2 separate regions of the Mus musculus genome follow, and region 2 is linked to region 1. The links are chromatin contacts, called in public ChIA-PET maps. All regions are on one chromosome and are shown on one strand. The core of a region is the stretch at or near the end of the contact, and the rest is flanking DNA. Distances in the headings are between cores, read along the strand shown. Region 1 holds the start of Tdgf1 (teratocarcinoma-derived growth factor 1). Region 2 overlaps Gm10030 (predicted gene 10030).

What was found. ChIA-PET counts read pairs in DNA pulled down with a chosen protein or histone mark.
Region 2: a contact with region 1 is called in an RNA polymerase II ChIA-PET map of memory CD8 T cells, with 68 read pairs. The contact joins the enhancer-like site here to the promoter of Tdgf1 in region 1. A contact is called at or near these places in 7 of 39 promoter capture datasets (the 3T3-L1 cell line, the C10 cell line, embryonic stem cells and 3 more), 1 of 15 datasets of contacts at CTCF or cohesin (embryonic stem cells), 5 of 484 Hi-C or Micro-C datasets (LSK cells, embryonic stem cells, forebrain and 2 more), 5 of 115 datasets of contacts at active chromatin or transcription factors (embryonic stem cells, epiblast stem cells, memory CD8 T cells and 1 more) and 3 of 9 other capture datasets (adipose tissue, liver and pancreatic islet).

Annotation. Positions count from the first base shown.
Region 1 is chr9:110,941,899-110,948,789 of GRCm38.p6, forward strand. Tdgf1 (teratocarcinoma-derived growth factor 1) reads right to left here and starts at 4,260. Exons shown (of 6, transcript NM_011562.2): 1 at 3,926-4,260; 2 at 2,293-2,345; 3 at 1,254-1,355; 4 at 632-746; 5 at 431-540. The coding sequence starts at 3,945. RefSeq lists a cis regulatory region at 5,953-6,017.
Region 2 is chr9:110,997,820-111,004,741 of GRCm38.p6, forward strand. The region is part of intron 2 of Gm10030 (predicted gene 10030); the gene reads left to right. Among named protein-coding and RNA genes, the nearest start is that of Rtp3, 12 kb to the left of the region's middle. Within about 2 kb of position 5,597, at least 20 of the 459 cell types and tissues checked have an H3K27ac peak or open chromatin away from gene starts, as enhancers often do. A contact at or near this core is called in memory CD8 T cells, where this site is marked.

The DNA.
Region 1 (6,891 bases), core at 3,010-5,509:
CCTCTCCTAGCCAGTGCTTTAGGAACATTCCAATGGCCTTGTATCTGGGACATGCCCACTAAGAACCCCACATCGGAATGACCTGTGCCTGAGGGAGCACCCCCACGGATCCCACACGTTGGGACCTCATCTACTTAAGGTATCACCCACCAATGACTCTGGATCACCATGACGGATCTAAGGAATCCTTTCCCAGGGTTAGCTAAGGGAGCATTCCCTAAGGACCCAGCATCTGAGAGCACCCACCAAGGACTGCTAGGCTGTATGGCCCTGCTGCCCTTATGCTATTTTATAGGCAGAGGTCTGGCTGGCTGGCTGGCTGGCAGGTCCTGTCAGGTCAAGAAGGCTCTGGCAGAGCAGGAGGAGAAAGGGGGTCCCTTGGGCATCTGAAGGACCTGACAGGATTAAAGAAAGAGGGACAATTACTTACCACAGCCAGGTAGAAAGGTCTGAGGAAGACAGTGGAGCTGGCCGTGCCAGCATCTGCACAGGGAACACTTCTTGGGCAGCCAGGTGCCATGGAGGATAGACCCACAGTGCCTGGGAAAGAAGTGACAACCCCCACTGTCAGAAATTCCTCTCCCTCCTTCCCTGCCCATCCCCCATCCTGTTCCCTCTCAACAGCACTTACTCTTTGCGAACATCATGTTCACAGTTGCGTCCATAGAAGGAAGGAGGGCAGGCACAGAAGGACCCCAGGATGCAAGTCCCTCCATTCAGACAGCAAGTTTTATTAAGCGACTTACCTGAAATGTAAGAGAAGTCATGGGGCAGGTGGAGGATTGAAAAGCCCATAAGCAACGGTTCATGCAGCACTCTGGCATTCACTCCCCAGAGTACTCGGAAAGACCTATAGCACACGAGCCTACCTTTCAGGGAAATAACTTTCATGGTTGGACCAGATTGGTCACCTAGTCTGATGGTCTGATAGCTGGTCCCAGCATGAAGTGGCATCAGGAGAGAAACTGAGTATCAGAGACTATCAGGGACATTCCCTCTCCCTCTCTCTCTCTCTCCCTCTCTCTCTCTCTCTCTCTCTCTCTCTCTCTCTCTCTCACACACACACACACACACACACACACATACACACAGAGAGACATACATGAACATGCCTCACTCACTTTTATGACAAGCTAGTACAACCCACCCAGCTGCTAACTCACTCATCATGTCTCTTGGGGTAAGTGCTAAAGGGTTACTTCAGAGATGTGCCAAGAGCCATGACAGAGATGGATTAAGGCAAAAAGTCTTACTGTTCTGTATCCCCACGGAAGGCACAAACTGGAAAGACCGATCGCGTACGGCAGGTTCTTTCTGGTCCCAAATGCTGTTATCTCTGATGGCAAGGTCTCTCCCTGTATTGCATATTTTAGGCCACAAAATATTGTTGGTGTTCATAAGAAAAACACCTCCTCCCCACCATCCACCACCAAGTAGGGTGGTGCTTGCCAAAGGTCTCCACACTCAGGAGGAGGAGGGAGGATCCAGTGAGAGGCGACACTGAGCAGCCCTGTCCCCAAACACTGAGTGCTGGGGATGTAGCTCAATGGTAGTGTGCTAAGTAAGCATAAGGTTTAGCCCCAGTGCAGAGGGGGGTTGGGGGGGGGGGGTAGGATGGAGGGTAATCTGGAAGTATGTCCAATAGGTGCAGAGCCTGGGTTAAATCACATGAACAACAATGGCAACAAAAGTTGTTGGTCAAAAAAATAAAATAAAATAAAAATCAAAACCTCAGCTAGATTTGGTAGTGAACTTGGGAGGCAGAAGAATCAGGAGTTCAAGCTCAACCTTGACTGTGTTGTGAGTTCCTAGGCAGGCTGGGGTACAAGGTCCTTAAAGTGCACACATGCAGGCTGGTGAGATGGCTCAGTGGTTAAGAGCACTGACGGCTCTTCCGAAGGTCCTGAGTTCAAATCCCAGCAACCATATGGTGGCTCACACCATCTGTAACGAAATCTGACGCCCTCTTCTGGAGTGTCTGAAGACAGCTACAATGTACTTACATATAATAAAATAAGTAAATCTTTAAAAAAAAAGTGCACACATGCCCATATGTGGAGGGGTGGGGGGACAGCCTGGACTTGGTGACATCCAGTTTCAAAAACCTGAAACCCAACCATACAGGGGTGGCTTGCGCCTTTAAGTGAATCTGAGTCCAAGGACACCCTGGTCTACAAAGTGAGTTCCAAGGCAACCAGGGCTACACAGAGAAACCCTGTCTGGAAGCCTCCTTCCTCCCCAGGGGGAAAAAACAAAACAAAACGCCTGAACCCCAAACAAAAGAAAACTCACCAGCAACGGGTCCAAATTCAAACGCACTGGAAATGGCCACAAGCAAAACCACACTGGGAGAAGAAGATTGGACATCAGTTAGCAAAACCAAGCGTTCAGCGCAAGGGCACAGGCCACGAAGGAGACCGTGAACAGCGCCACCGCGCTGTCTCCAGTAACAAAACCGGACAGAAGTTCCCTCTCTTAAAAAGCCACATGTTGGAGCTGCTGGAGAGATGGCTCAGAGGTTAGAGCACCCTCTGCTATTCCAGAGGCCCAGAGTTCAATTCTTCCTGGTGGCTCATATCCATCTAAAATGAGATCTGGTGCCCTCTTCTGGGCCGCATGCACAAATGCAGGCAGAACGCTGTATACATAATAAATAAATCTTTAAAAATAACCACATGTAGAGTGACTGTGTGATTGTAGAGTTGGAAGGCTGCGCACTAGCAGCCCTAAGTGTCCTGGGGCTATGTTTAACGACCCAGTGGCGGCTGTTTATCATGAACCTCTCTCTCTCTCTCTCTCTCTCTCTCTATGACTTAGTATCCTTTTGACAGTCACATAAAGACCTCGGGGATGAAGCAGTGTAAGCAGATCACAGCTCCAGAAAAAACTGAGGCTGGAGCCCTACCCGATGTCTTCACTGATACAGCTAATGTTTGCATCATTTACACGTACACAGTTAACGTCTACAAGTCACATTTATACTTTCTTTTGTTCTGTGACTACCAAGGAGCTCATATAAGCTCTTCCATGTTCATTTAGGGCAATATGAATCCTTGTTCCCAAGCCACGGCCACGCTCGGAATAAACTCTTACTCTTCGGAACAAGGGCTGTGTTTTGAATTAACTGTTTAAAACAAGTCCCCAGCATCCAATATTTCATCATGAATATTCCTTAGGCCCCACCCTTACACACACAATTTTAAAGTTATAAAATTAAAAAGCTAAAACATTCTATTCTGCATAAGCGGCATATTTTTCCACGGTGCATTGTTTGCATATATAAATTCTTTTTTTGCATATATAAATTCTTAAATGGCTGTATGGGTTGGAGAAGACTTGCCAACCACACGCAAGCGCTGGTCCGACGCCCGGCTCCACGGGGAAAAAAAACTTGTCCTGTCACTTGAAATGGTTCCAAGTTCAATTGGTTTGTTATTCCTAATGTTTCTAAGTATTGAATTTATCTCTCCCATTAACGTGTAGAGGCAGTCTTGATTAGGCTGTAAGATTAATATTATGTATGCAAGAGAAGGAAAGCATTATTTCTCTGGCAGTCACCGACATGACTGATGGGACGAGCCCAGAGGGTGCTTTACAACCTGAGTCGGATGCCCAGAACCCAAATGATCGATCGGACTCCAGTGAGTCATCGTCTAACCTCCACTCGAGTATATGCGAGCGAGTGCCCGCGCGCGCGCGCGCACACACACACACACACACACACACACACACAAAGGCAATATAAAAAATTGACATTTTAAGAAGCCGATGGCAAAGCAGTATCTAACTATAAAGTTCCAGGTTCTTCAGGAAAAGCAGCAATGTTACTGACAAGGTTCAAGCAAGACAAAAATCAGAGCGTCATAGAACGTGATTTTCCGAAGTGGCTATCTCCAGCAACCAAAAAGTCAAGGTTAGCTCATACCTGGATGAGAAGTACCCCATCTTCGACGGCTCGTAAAAACGTTGGAGGAAAAGACAAGAAACACAATATTAGCAGATGGCTTTAGTTCATAAAGCCATTCTCGAAACACCCAAAGGCTAATTTCACAAAATGAAAACAGTAGATTAAAAAGAAAGATATGCCAAATGAGAGAGGCCCCCGTCCTGGAGAGTCTGTGGGAAGTTAGCAGCCAAGATCTCCGTGTAGACCGGCAGGGGATGGGGCCTCTTCTTCCTATAAACGGTTTGTGATTGAGGACTTCGGAGGAATATACCTCCCTTAAAAGAAACTTAAGGTGTTGAGTAGGACCCTCAGGTGGGCGGGGAGACGGGGCCCCACGCCCATTACGGGGCCCCACGCCCATTACTAGGCCAGGAAGCTCCGAGGGAAGTGAACTAGTTTGGTTTTTATGTAAATTCTCTATAGTCTGGTTATATGTAAATTTTCTATAGGTAAAGGGAGTTGAAGAGTTTAGTTATTCTACCAAGGTGTTCAAACACGAAAGTAATTAGGAAAGTCTAAACACCATACAGGCATTTGAAACTTCATTATCAAAATTTGTTGTTTTGTTTGTTTTTCAAGAATAGTTTCCCTAGGTAGACCAGGCTGGCCTCGAACCCAAGAGATCTTCTGCCTGCCCCTAAGGGATTAAAGGCGTGCTCCACCACCTCCAGGGTAACTGCCAAATTTTAACTCTGCATTTGCGTTCGTCGTTACTCCCAGTAGAGCCGGGTGCTGGAGGCCTTGAAGATGCGCTGACGGCTGGCGAGGACTTGTTTGGGTGTGGGGGAAGGTCAATGTCGGGAGGGATTTGAGTCTGGGTTTGGGCTAGAGGTTTTGCCTGCAGCGTCTGAATTGCAAGCCCTGGCCCAGAGCCTGCGGGTGGGCGCTGGGGCGAGCGGCTGCCTGAAGCTTAAAAATCAGTGGCCTCACAAGCACTATTGGAAGTCACTTGATTCTTCCGGGTCCTCAACTCAGTGCTAAGCTGCGGGTTACTGGCTTCGGTTTCTTGTGGGCGGATGGGGAGGGCCTTGACTTGCGAGTGGGGTTGTACCTCTCTGTTGCTAGGTGCTCGTCTGTGGCTGAGCCCGCTGAGAAACACATCCCTGAGTGATACATTTTGATATATATCTCACATTATTATATAGATCACAAAAGCTGGACCTGGTGGCAAAGGCCCGTAGTTCTAGGACTTGGGGAGGTGGAGATCGGAGGATTGAAGTGAGTTAGAGGTCAGCCTGGCCTTCAGTGAGTTTAAAGCCAGCCGGCGCTTACAGGGCAAGACCACTTTTCCTTTCTTCCTTGCTTTCTTTTGAGGGTCTCAAGATCAGGCTGGCGTGAAACTCGGCGACCTTTGTGCTGCCGTTTCACCAAATTCCGAGATTACAAGCACGTATCACCAAGCACAGCTAAGACCCAAGATCAAAATGACAAAACACAAAACCCTCCCTCACCTTCGCCCCTGGCTTCTATGGTGATTTACTTCCGTTTTAGTCGAGAGTGAAGACCCCGACAGGCCTGGGAATTCTGTACACGCCCAGTCTCTCTACTCCCCCCCACCCCCATCCCCTGTCACTCTGAGTTTCCAGCCACTTTTCCAGTTCCTGAAACCCTAGGGGGTGAGGGGCAATTGGTGGTGGTGGTGGGGGGGGGGAATCTGCTATTTCCGAGAAGGCTGGGCCTCCTTCATTAACAAGCTAATGGCTGATTTCACTGAGACCTTGACAAACAGAACCCTAGTCTGAATACACTAGTTCCCTGTAGGGATCAGAAAGACCAGATTCCTGCATTGAGACTGGAGGAGTGGAGAAGGGATTAGGAGGGCGACACCTTTTGTTTCTGTGTGGCTTATGTTTTCTACCAATGTAGACTAAAGGAATTATTTTATCCTGGCGGGACACACTTCTACAGTGTCTGCCTTTCCATGATCACTTGGGGATACTTGAGGGTGTGTCCTGGTAAATAACTGAGCCCTGAAATTGCTTGCTTACTCTGTGAATGCTTCCACAATGTTTTCCCAGAATCCCACCCCTGAACCTTCGTGTGTACTGAGCCCCTCTCTCAGGACTTGTCCACACTGGCTGCAGCAAACATCTGTAGCTTGGCGTCTGCTGACTCCTGATGTGAGAAATTCGTATTTGGTTGTTTGGATTTGCATGTTTCGCTGTGTTACTGGTATCTGTATTCAGTTTCCTAAGCCCTAGCTGGAGGGTCTGACTGTGCCCTAGAACTGGCTTCTTTGGTCCTTTGCTCTGGAAAGTCCTTCCGGGCACCTTTCCTCCCAAAGCTGGCTTCCAGCTGTGGCCTTGAACTGGAAAGCGCAGAGAGATAACGACTGCTCCACCCCAGAGTTGATCTTTACTAACACTGGATTGTAAACTGCTTATTTTTTTGTCTTTCACCCCACTCCCCCTGGTTCCCAATGGGAGGTCTAAGCCTGCTCTTCCAGCACTCTCAGCTTCCCAGTGTCTCCCGGAGCCAACCCACTCTGGAAATCTTCACCTATGAGCCGCCTGTGGCAGACTGAAGCATTGAGACACTGCCCTCATTTCTTTTTGTTTTCTTTTTTAAAAAGTTTTTTTTTAAATTTATTTTATGTATATGAGTAGCTGTCTTCAGACACACCAGAAGAGGGCATTGGATCCCATTACAGATGGTTAGGAGCCACCTGTGGTTGCTGGGAATTGAACTCAGGAACTCTGGAAGAGCAGTCAGTGTGCTTAACCGAAGAGCCAACTCTCCAGCCCCCAACACTGCACTAATTTCTAAAATAGGGGCTAATAATGCAAGACATCTGAGAATGGAACCAGGAAGAAAATACCCCCCCACCCCACCCCACCCCCACACACAATCTAGTCTAGAAAAATAACAAAAAGGAATTAAAGAGTCACCGAGGTTGCAGACACTATTGATATGTTGGGTTCTTTATTCTAAAACGTTTGCCAAAT
Region 2 (6,922 bases), core at 4,347-6,846, 57 kb after region 1:
CTCTTTCTGGGAGAAATGAGAGTGTAGTGTAGGCCAAGGAACCTCCTCACACAATAGCCATAGCTCAGCCCTGACGCACCCCAGCAGCCAGGCCAGGCCTCAGTGGTGGGCCAGGCTAGGCCTCGGTTTCTATAACTGGCAGATGGGAGCTATACAGTCAGTGCAGCACCAACTATCAGTACTCCCCTAGTGAAGCCTGAACTCCAAGCTTTAAAACACGGGTAGCAGCAGAGCCAGCCAATGTGAGCAGGCTCTGTGAAGAGAAAGGGAGGAAGGGGAGAGTTTGGCTTGAGGCTTCTAGGGCTGCTGCTACCTAGCTGTGTGGAAGACTGACATTTTCCCTGGGGGCCACTCCAGACCCTCTGTCTGCCGGTTCCTCCCGAGCCTTGACGTGACTTCAGTGGCCCTGTGACCGGCATTAAGGGAGCACATATCCTCCTTGATGCTATCAGGAGGCTTTAAACTGCTACAGGTCTTGCTCTCTGTCACTGGTGTGTTGGGAACCTTCCCCCTGCTCCTTCCCTTGATTACTGGGAACTCCTTAAGCAGCCACACACCTCACAGTTGGCTTGAGCTACAAGCATACTGAGTTTGAGGAGGGCAAGGCTTAGAGTCCAGTCAACAGTTGTGTGTGTGTGTGGTATATGTGTGTGTGTGTACGTGTGTGTGGTGTGTATGTATGTGTGTGTGTGGTGTGGTGTATGTGTGGTGTGTGTGTGTGTCTGGGATTTGTGTGTGCATGCACACGTATGTGCGAGCGTGTGTGCATGTGAGTGTGGGTACTTGGAGGTAGTTAGAAATCTATCCTGAGGGCCGTTCCTCAGGAGCCAGCCCTGTGGTTTTTGCATGCTACATGTCTGGCTTGTAAAGTGGGTCCTAAGGGACTCACAGGGTTCTTGTGCTTCCATGGCACCAGTTGCTGACTGAGACATGTCACCAGCCCGCAACCAGGAGATCCTACTTCTAACTGCATGCCTCAGAGCCTTCTAGCCAGGCTGTCCCCTGAGCTCTGACTACTACCTTTCCTGATTCTCACAACTCTAGCTTGGACTCTGTACTGTGGCCCAATTCTTCCAGACCTTAATCAACCTTCCTTCCGGGAAGGAGGAAGGCTCCCTCTCCTGTCACCATGCAGGGACTGGCTATGTCACCGAGACCCAAAAGAAGAGATTGCCAAGGAGGGACATCACTCTGGGGCCGGGCTTCTGAGTCCTGTGACCAGCTGTCAGCCCCTGAGGGAAAGACCCAGGGCAGAGGATGGCTGAGAGGTCTGAGAAGAAGTTAAGTGGCCTCAGCTCTCAGCAGGCACCAGGAATGTTTTGGCTCATTCTCTTCATTTCTGTGTTCCTCTGCTGGGGGCCTTCAGTGTTCTTGTTTCTTCAAGCACAGCTAATCTTGACCACTGACTGGCAGTCTGGGGCTCCCAGATCATAAGGGCTGAGAGGCTGGTGGAACATTCTGGGCTCTTTCTGGCACCGCCTACCTGGCAGAGACATACCAGTCTTCAGGGTGGGGTGTGGAGAGAGGAGAGGTTGGGTTGGGTGGCTTTTTTTCTTTGCTTTCAGCCTTGGTCTCAAGAGTTGTGAGGTTTGGGGGATAGTCACAGGACTTCCTCTTGAGGCGGCTGAGAGAGAATGGGTCTTGCCCTCTGAGTATTCGGATTGGCATTCCTCATAGGCAAGGCTCAGAAGATGTTTCTCAAACATCCTGCTTCCTTTTTTGCTTCCTTCTCTCTTTGGGTTCCAGCTCAGATTCCTGGCCTGTGGTGACTGGGTGGGCCACAGACATTGAATACCAAGCCCTTGGAACCCTTCTGCCATTCTGTTACCTGGCGTTCCTTCCCTCTTTAGCCACGGGCAAGCTTGGCATTGGAGGGAGACACTCCCACTTCAGGGAAAGACTTATGAGTTCAGGAGGACAAGAGGAGGTCATTTCATAATGTCAAAGTCTTTCCTCTGTTGGCTTTTATAAGCAAACTTTTATATCTACGTGTAATATACATCTGAAACCACACACAGTTAAAGTTTCTGCAGATCGGCGAATTCCCGCAAAATGAACAATAACCATGTAATAACACCCCAAGTCAAGAAAAACAGATGTGAACAAAGCAAAACAATGTTATTATTCCCCGACTCCGCCCACCCCTGTCAATCATCTTCCGGCTCCTCCTTCCCAGAGAGGTGGTGATAAAAGAGCTGGCCTCTGCCAAGCCTTGCGCCCCTTGACCTTCCCGTACTTGCATTCCTGTGGCTCTTGAGGCTGCCCGAGTCTATTGTAGGGCGGGAAAATAACAATGCGAAGTTGTTTATCTGTTCCCAGGTCAGTGGCTACCTGTGTCTATGGTTGGCAGTCAGGCAACTCAGGGAGTTTTCACACCACAGGAATTGGCAAATGCTACAAATTGACTGGTTTTATTTTTTTTCATTGACTGTCTAGTGCTAGACTTCAGAAAGCAATGGAGCAAATACCCATAACGGAGATTATATTTATGAGTGTGTTTTTTTCTTTAGCTGTGGCATTGTGAAATGAAGAAAGGGTTCTGTGTGGCTCAGGAAATCTTCCGTGTCCGATGAGTGATGTTCTGAGGTGCCTGGTCTTGCTTCTCTTCCCTTACTCTTTAACATAAGTACGGATTTTTAGCTGGGTAGTGGTGGCCCACGCCTTTAACCCCAGCACTCCAGTGCCAGCGGCAAGCCTGGTCTACAGAGAAAGCCTGCCTCTAAAAAACAAACAAACAAAAACAAGAAACGAGAAGCAAAACAAAACAAACAAAACAAAGCAAAAAGAATTTAAAAATACATTTTAATCAATACTTTGGTTGGATTTTTATTTTATTTCATCTATTTGTTTGATTGGTTGTTTTTTGTTTTTGTTTTTTGTGTGTGTGGGTTTTTTTTTTTTTTTTTTTGGTTTTTTGGTTTTTTGGTTTTTTCGAGACAGGGTTTCTCTGTGTAGCCCTGGTTGTCCTGGAACTCTCTCTGTAGACCAAGCTGGTTTGGAACTCACATTGCTCTGCTTGCCTCTACCTCCTAAGTGCTGGGTTTAAAACTGTTTGCCAAAATGTCCAGCTCTTGTTTCTTGAGACAGGAGCTCACTATGTAGCCCAGGCTAGCCTAGAATTCATAAGTCCTGTCTCAACTTCTGCTGCATAACAAGCAAATACCATCAGTTATCACAGTCAGCTAACATCACAGTAAAATAGTCACACCAAATCAAATTATGGGTGGCTTCTTAAGATCCTACCAGTCCATCGCTGATCGCAGCATACCTGCCCCTCCCGCCCTCCCTGCGTCTTTTTGAGGTTTTCACGCAGACAGGCTGTCTCTAGTTCATTAATGGAATGGTGCAGATTTCACTAGTTCAGGCAGCAGGTGGCTTTTCTGCTACCATAGCTTTCCTTTCAGCTTCAGGTTTCTTGGTTTCTGCAGCTTTTCCCCCTAAAGGTTTCTTCCCTTGACACCCAATTCTCCACAGGCTTCTTGCTTGTAGCTCCCTTGTGTGCAACCCCCTCATCTGATTTGGTTGGCTGCCTTCATGTTCCTCACCCAGGGTTTGTGGCTTCTAGCTTGGTGTAGCCCGGTGTCCCTTGAGTAGTCTTTGCCTGTGGACTGAGCTTCAACAGGATTCCCAGGTAGCTCAGCAGGTTCTTATTCACATTGAGTGCTTGGGGGCCTCTTTGTGGCTCTGGGATTTCCACGGTTCTGCGGTTCTGCTAAGGCCTTGTTCATCATCTTGTGCATGGGAGGGTTAGAGTTACTCTTGAGAGAAGCAGCCTTGGGTCATGCACCCCAGGAGCGAGTTTCGAATGCTCGGCTTGCTTACACAAAGCAGAGAATTACCAGGGAACGCCTCGGTGGTAGCACTGTCTTTGTTACAGATGGTGCAGGGCCCAGACAGGATGGCAGGTTCTCATTTTGTCCTCGACAGCTCTCATTCAGTGAGAGGCAGAGCCTTCTTGATGTCATCTTAAGCAGCAGCACGATGCCTTTGGTCTTCTGTGACCTTCATCTTCAACCACCAACGGCAGTTCGGCAAGTTCCTCAGTACGATGACCTTTAGATACGAGCAGAGCGGATGAGGCAGGGACGGCCACAGCAGGTTTATATTTGCTCTGGGCTGTCAAGGTCTGCAGGCTTTTCTGAGCAGAAATATGCAGCCACCAAAGGCACCCTGGCCAGAATAGTGGGTCATGCCACCCCTCAGGCTTTGGGAATTTAAGCCACAGATCTGTCAGCATCTCAAGATCCAGAACTGGTCAGATAACCTACTAATCCTCTGATGACGTAGGGATGTATGCTTTATTATTGTTTGGTTTTGAGCTCGGTTTCATACAGCTTGAGTGGCCTCAAACTCACTGCATAGCTAAGGATAACCTTGAACTTATGATCCTCCTGCCTCTACCTCCTGAGTGCTGAGATTCCAGGCATGTGCACACACCCAGTTTGTGTGGTACCGGGGAATCAAAGCCAGGGCCTTGGACATGCTAGGCAAGAACTGTACCCGTGAGGCCACATCTGTAGCCCCAGTGGTGAGTTTTATCTTATTTCTGATGCGTGCTCATGTGTGTATATGTGCACCAGCGCGCCTTGTGTGTGTGAGAACCAGAAGTCAACCTTGGATGTTGTTCCTCAGGAGCTGTCCACCGTGTCCCCCCCACCCCCACTAGAACCTGCAACTTGCTTGATTAGGCTAGCAAGTCCTAGGGATCTGTCTGTCCTTGTCTCTTTAGAGCTGAGAGTACAAACATGTTCCATATGCTCAGCTTTTCATCAAAGCAACTGAGCTATCTATTCAGTGTGCCATCGGTGAAGTTTTAAAACACCTCAGTTGTACTTAGTATCCTGACTCACAGTCAGCAGTTGGGCAACAGGGTGGCAGTTAATTAATAAAACATTCCATAAGCGGGCTAGAGAGATGGCTCAGTGGTTAAGAGCACTGACTGCTTTTCTGGAGGTCCTGAGTTCAAATCACAGCAACCACATGGTGGCTCACAACCATCTGTAATGAGATCTGACGCCCTCTTCTGGTGTGTCTGAAGACAGCTACAGTGTACTTACATAGAATAAATAAATAAATCTTAAAAAAAAACCACAACATTCCATAAGCATGCTCCTTGCAGAGATGTAGCCCTAGCATGTTAGCGGGTTGCAGGAAGAGAGGGTCATGAAGTGCCTTTTATCCATCTCCAGGATGGTGCTGAACTAAGATGGCCCTGAAGGTTGGTGTGGGGGGAAATGAGCATCAGGTACTGCAGCAGGGACAGCTGTGAGCATTGTCGGGGTAGGTACGGCTGCACAGTGAGGCCTGTCAACAAAAGATGGGCCATTGGAAAATGAGTCCCATTGCTCAGACCATCAGCGTACCACCCCAGTCTGTAACTAGACCCTAAGAATTAGTAAGCCTGGCGGAACTAGAAAAGCCTTGGGCTATGTGCCAGGAGACTTATTTCTCAGTTCTGATGATGTGGGCTCACAGATCATCTGCACACACGTACATCCTTTTTACTAGAGTTGTTTGTGTCAGAGCCCGGGCTCCATCAGCCTTGAATCAAGTCTGTATCACTCTTCCTCAATAGGCCAATGAGATCGACACAGAATGCTGAAAAGCAGAAAATGGAAATTTGTTTAGTGTGACCACATCAGAACAAGGGAGCAGAGACGGCCAGGGACTCACCGCTGTAGTTTCATTTTTGTTTCTGTGACAAAATACTCCCGTGAAAAGCGGTTTAAGGGTTTGCATCGGTTTACAATTTCAGGTCATAGTCCTCTGTTGTGGGGAAATTGAGAGTCCATAGTCTGAAGTAGAAAGAAACGGAAACATGCATGTTCATTTGCTGGCTTGTGCTCAGCTCAATGTATGTACTCTTTTACTGTTTGGGACTCCCTACCTAGGGAATGATGTCTTCCATAGTGGACTGGGAACTCTTATATAAGTTATCTTAATTAAGGCACGGCCCATCCACAGACATGCCTACAAGCCAATCCAAAGTATGGATCCTAGACGGTCCCTCATCCAGACTCTTCCCAGATGATTCTACGTTATATCAAGTTGAGAGTAAAAGCTAAATCACATTTCTCAAATCCATCTTCAGGGTCCTGATCCAGATAAAAAGCAAGAAACATGTATTGCTAAGCAGTCCCACCAATATTGTCTCAGTTCTGATCTCTCACACAAGATGGTTGAAAAGCTGTCAGAATTATATAAAAATCTCCTGCTGAGAGGCAAGTGTCTCTCTGGATGGCACCAGGTTTCAGCCTATCTTCTTCCAGTACGGGATCCTTGGGGCCAATCTTTTTGTTGTTGTTGTTTTGTTTTTGTTTTTCAAGACAGGGTTTCTCTGTGTAGCCCTGGCTGTCCTGGAACTCACTCTGTAGACCAGGCTGGCCTCAAACTCAGAAATCCACTTGTCTCTGCCTCCCAAGTGCTGGGATTAAAGACGTACGCCACCACTGCCTGGCTCCTTGGGGCCATTCTACATTCTGGGGGTTCACTGTTCCCGTGGTCTGACAGCCAAAGGGAAAAGTACAAAAGCTTCATTTAAAAAATATCTTTATTCTTGCCAGGATACGAACATTCTGACTTCTGTTTCATTTTTTTTTCTATAAATTATAACACTGCCCTAAGCAAGTTGGGGGGACAGACTTGAACTTACTCTCTCTCTGTCTCTCTCTGTCTCTCTTTCTCTCGTCATTTCTCACCATGGACAAATCAATTTCCTTACCCATGTCTGCCTCTGGGCGTTTGGTAGAGTGGCGGTCAAAGCTCAGTGTAATGTTTCATTGTTCACACCTATTCTCTTGTTCACTGTAGACAGCCGTAGACAGTGCAGGGTGACCTGCAGGACAGCGATGGAAAGCCTTCTAAAACCCGTGCACAAATCCTTTTAATGTTTATAAATGTGTCCATTGTCCCACTTTCTCCG